Linked DNA regions of Oncorhynchus mykiss: region 2 is linked to region 1. The links are chromatin contacts, called in public Hi-C maps. All regions are on one chromosome and are shown on one strand. The core of a region is the stretch at or near the end of the contact, and the rest is flanking DNA. Distances in the headings are between cores, read along the strand shown.

Region 1 (2,837 bases), core at 53-2,552:
AAAACTACAAACATGTCGTCAAGGTGCAAGTAGCTGTAAAACTGAGGTTAGGACACATTTGGTCCACACTGTTGAGTAACAGGTGTAAAACACATTTAGACAGAGTTCAGTGAATAAAACAGATTCAACACTACACAGACACACGTTGCTTGCTGCATGTTGCTACCTTATTGTCAGCCAGTCTCTTACCTCCAAAAAGGTGAGGCGAAAGGTGTGCTGGTAATGATCCAATCAACAACCGGGGACCCCCTAGCCCCCCGCTGGACCTGTCCCTCTCTGCCTCCTCCGGGGTGCTGCTGCCAGACTCCTGTGAGCTGTAGGCTCCCCTGCTGTCAGGGATGTTGATGCCTGACTGGGGTCTTGGCCCTGACCCTCCAGAACTGCCTCCCACGGACCTCGTCCTATGGCCAATGTGTTGACTGGAGGTCGCTGTGGTTCCCGAGGCCCCGTGAGCCGACTGGCCGTACACGTGATAGCTCATTGCCATCGCTGCAGTCCTACCGTTCCCATTGCTGGTAGTAGAGGTGCTCGAAGGTAGATCCGAGCCCGAGTAAGCCCTGGTCCGTCCGTTAGCGGCTGGGCTGCTCTGCTTAGCCCCCATGTCGGTCGCTGGTGCAAACACACGTCCACAAATTTACCCGGAATTACTAAAGGGCTCGTGCAGCACGGTGGCGGTCAGTGAGTGTGCCACATTTAAAACGCAAAGGGACACAAACACACGACCACCCAGTCCAGGGCAGTGTTTAAAATAAAAATACCAAAAGTGGAAATTATACGTCGTTACGACCCCAATGACAGGTTGAAAATGTCAATGAATAAAAGTAACTGACAGCGATGCAAAACAACGGGTTGGAAAGCTGTCCTTACGGTGCGCTAAAACAAAGTAAACACGCTTGACATTAAAACTTTGCGAATAGTTCATAACATGTCACGAACATAATCCAGAATAAGTAGTTGTAGCCATTTTGCAGTTATCGAATCTTTCCTCGTCCCGGTTGCTTGTTTTGGATTAATATGCTTTGACTGTTGTTTTCTGAATAATAACAGTCCGCCGCCATATGTCCTCTCTATCATACGAAAGTAAAGAGCCACGTTCCCCACGCTTCCTTGTTAGCCGACCGCAGGCAGTCACAGTGAAAGTATTATAATGTAGGAGGAAGTGATAGAGGGAAGGGGATGACAGAAACAGCAGAGCAGAAACGACAATAGCCGGGACGGGGCTACGTGCGCACAGCACTGAGCACTGACTTGGTTGCCGAGTGAGTCGAGTTTGGAGGCGGATCCTCTGTCCTTGTGCGTCAGGTTACGTCAGCACCAGCAGAGCACAAGCCAAGCGACATCAATAACAAAAGCAAGCCTCACTCAGGAGTGGCAAGTTTGGGCAATAGGACCAAGGACAGTGGGAAAGGACTGAGGATACTTTTAGTACCTGTTAAATTATACGCATTTGTTGCTGGAAACGAGACACAAATAGATCTAGGCAAACCTGCAAACTCAGTCATGGTTCATGTCCCTCTTATAAAACATAATAAACCATAGACTCTAGGAATAAACTGATAAACTACAGTTTCAAGAATCCATTCACATGCATAACATTCAATTATTTTTTGGTGACATTTATTGCAGAGGCCTACAGCCATACTTATCTAGAATAGTAGGTCAGATGTAACCCAGTTAAGACATGACTGTCATGTAACCTACAAAGGGTTAATCCAGGATCAAAATAACCTATGCCACAACATTTTGCATATCATTGTCTGGAACAAGTAAAACATTATACAATGTTTCAATTTGTTGATGATGTCACAATGATGATGATGATGTCACATATTTCTTGTTGATTCATATTTGGTTATGTTCAATTAAGTACACACACAGCCATTTTTTTTTTAAAGATAATCAACATTATTGCAAACACATATTTTGAAAACTAAAATCCCAGTGGCTACATGCATAGAGAATGGTGCAATATATTTATTAAGCACATCGACAGATTTTTCACATAGTCGGCTCGGCGATTCAAACCAGCGAAACATATCAGTGTGCTCTTTCTCTCTCTGTCAGTATTCTCTCCATATTATCAGCAATAGCAGCGTTCAGATAGCAGTACAGTCAGTAATACATTTGAATAAAGAAGACAGAATTGGCATATTTAGGGCTAGGTGTCCCGTCAGCACAATTCAAATAAATAATTGTAAAAATTCTGGATATTAAATATCTAGGTACATACATGTCTTATATCGGTTAAAAGCTTAAATTCTTGTTAATCTAACTGCATTGTCCGATTTACAATATGCTTTACAGTGAGAGCATGCCATGCGATTGAGGATGGCGCCCCACATCAACACATTTTTCAACCAGCACAGGATTCATAAAATCACAAATAGCGATTAAATAATCACTTACTTTTTGAAAATCTTCCTCTGATTTGTAATCCAAAGGGTCCCAGCTACAACATACATGGTCGTTTTGTTAGATAAAATCCTTCTTTATATCCCCAAAAGTCTGTTTAGTTGGCGCCATCGATATGAGTTCAACATGCAGAGAAAGGAATCCAAAAAGCTACCTCTAGACATTGTTAAAACAAGTCAAACTACATTTATATTTATTCCTCAGGTACCCTCAAATGTAATTAAACTATAATATTTCATACGAAAAGAAGTATGTTCAATAGAAAAGTTCAATTATCAAGTGCACATCCTCTTCGTCGTGCGCCCACAGATTGATTTCCAACTGTGATTCCCAGTACCAAAACTCAAAATTCTTCCTCATTTTGAAAGAAACAAGCCTGAAACATTGAACAAAGACTATTGACATCTAGTGGAATCCATAGGAAT
Region 2 (2,700 bases), core at 71-2,570, 88 kb before region 1:
AGGGGGAGCTCTATATCCATGGTTAAACCCTAGTGGTCCATATGGACCAAACTGGCATTGGGAGCAGGCTCTAATGCAGTGGGACATGTGATGTCATGATGAGAGGAGGGGGAGGTGGAGAGGTGCATTTGGTCTTTCCTCCTTACAAACAACAACACACAGTTTAAAGCAAGTGCTGTTCTGCATCAAGCTCTCAATAGTGTGGAATTGATAGGAGGAATCCCACTACTACAGTGTTCTGTTATCGCTCCAAATCAAATCAAATTGTATTGGTCACATACACATGGTTAGCAGATGTTAATGCGAGTGTAGCGAAATGCTGACAACACAGCATTTCTCTGTCATAGGATCCCTCCTGAGGTCTCAGAACGGCATTACAACCATCTATTCTCTATATTAATCTATTTACCATGTCAGACTCACACAAGTGTTTGCATACCTGTTCCATTGTGTCTGCCTGGGTTAATAATTTGCATAACTCAACCACTATCTTTATTTCAACAGTTGGTTCTGTGGTTGTATATGTCATGTTATCTACAGCCCTCAGACCAAATCCTGCTTCAATAATTGATTATTTACTCATACTGGAAGCAAGTGAGAATGAAAACTGCTCTCATGCACTGCTCTCTCTCTCTCATTTGTTGGATATTTTTATCTGATGTGTTATAGAAACACATGTTACTGGCTCAGCTGACAGCTACAGGAAACACAGATTGGGGGCAAGGGACTCAGAAAAAGGACACACACACATGTACATGCACACACACACACCAGAGGGTTATGGCTTCATTAAAACACCAGGCTACTGTTCCTGTAAAAACTGACCAACACACTCAGTGTGTGTTAAACAGAGAGCAGGACAGCAGGCATAGAGAGCGAGAGAGAGAAAGAGAAAGAGAGAGAGAGAGAGAGAGAGAGAGAGAGAGGGGGAGGCAGAGAGAGAGAGAGAGGGAGAGAGAGAGAGGGAGAGGGAGAGAGAGGGAGGGAGATGGAGGTGGCTATGTTTATTGTTGTAACACTTTACATAGCCATAATATGACATTTGAAATGTCTCTATTCCTCTTTTGTGACTGTCATGTTTACAGTACATTTTGATTGTGTATGTTACCTTTGTTACTTATCTATTTAACTTGTTTGGCAATGTAAACATATGTTTCCTATGCCAATAAAGCCCTTTGAGTTGAAATGAGAGCGAAAGAGAGGGAGAGCGAGAGAGAGACAGGGAGAGAGGGAGCGAGAGAGCGAGAGAGAGCGAGAGAGTGGGAGAGAGAGATCATTCCTCTATAAATAATCTACTACCACTTGAGTTTTGATGTTGGTGACCTTGCACGTACACGCACACACGTACACAAATACATTACGTACACACACGTACACACACCCACACCCAAACCCACACATTGCAGGAGGTGTCTTCAGCTGGAATATGATGCAATTTCAAGAAAATTGTTATTATTATTTAATTAGAGTTCAATATTATTTAATTATAGTCCAATTCAAAAGCTTTAAGAACTATGTATTGGAGATATCGGACCCCTTCTATCCCACAGTGTTAGTTTCCTTGTTAAATTGTCAATTCTTCCTTTATTCCAGACAGTTAGAGAAGAACAAGAGTCTTCACACACAGAGATGCGTACAAAGCTATCCCTCGCCCTCCATTTGGCAAATCTGACCATAATTCTATCCTCCTGATTCCTGCTTACAATCAAAAATAAAAGCAGGAAGCACCAGTGACTCGGCCAATAAAAAAGTGATCAGATGAAGCGGATGATAAACTACAGGACTGTTTTGCTACAGACTGTAATATGTTTCGGGATTCTTCCGAATGCATTGAGGAGTACACCACATCAGTCACTGGTTTAATCAATAAGTGCATTGATGATGTCATCCCCACAGTGACTGTGCGTACATACTCTAAACAGAAGCCATGGATTACAGGCAACATCCGCACTGAGCTAAAGGCTAGAGCTGCCACTTTCAAGGAGCGGGACTCTAACCCGGAAGCTTATGAGAAATACCGTTATGCCCTCCGACGAACCATCAATCAGGCAAAGTGTCAATACAGGACCAAGATCGAATCGTACTACACTGGCTTCAACGTTCGTCAGATGTGGCAGGGCTTGCAAAGTATTACAGACTACACAGCGGAGAGCTGCCCAGTGACACATGCCTACCAGACGAACTAAACTACTTCTTCTATGCTCGCTTTGAGGCAAGTAATTCTGAAACATGCATGAGAGCATCAGCTGTTTCGGACGACTGTGTGATCCCACTCTCCACAGCCCATGTGAGTAAGAACTTAAACAGGTCAACATTCACAAGGCCGCAGGGCCAGACGGATTACCAGGACATGTACTGCAAGCATGCGCTGACCAACTGGCAAGTGTCTTCACTGACAATTTCAACCTCTCCCTGTCTGAGTCTGTAATACCAACATGTTTCAAGCAGACCACCATAGTCCCTGTGCCAAAGAACACTAAGGTAACCTGCCTAAATGACTACCGACCTATAGCACTCACGTCTGTAGCCATGAAGTGCTTTGAAAGGCTGGTCATGGCTCACATTAACACCATCATCCCAGAAATCCTAGACCCACTCCAATTTGCATATCGCCCCAACAGATCCACCGATGATGCAATCTCTAGTGCCCTCAAAGCTCATCACTAAGCTAAGGACCCAGGGATTAAAGACCTCCCTCTG

What was found. A called contact is a pair of places that touch in the nucleus more often than the background predicts.
Region 2: a contact with region 1 is called in a Hi-C map of liver, with 4 times the contacts expected there. A contact is called at or near these places in 2 of 3 Hi-C or Micro-C datasets (blood and liver).

The regions. Positions count from the first base shown.
Region 1 is chr2:26,451,146-26,453,982 of USDA_OmykA_1.1, reverse strand. It overlaps LOC110539173 (E3 ubiquitin-protein ligase znrf2), which reads right to left and starts at 1,302. Exons shown (of 5, transcript XM_021626136.2): 1 at 190-1,302. The coding sequence starts at 601.
Region 2 is chr2:26,538,876-26,541,575 of USDA_OmykA_1.1, reverse strand. All of the region lies in intron 2 of LOC110539173 (E3 ubiquitin-protein ligase znrf2), which reads right to left. Among protein-coding and RNA genes, the nearest start is that of LOC110539162, 19 kb to the left of the region's middle.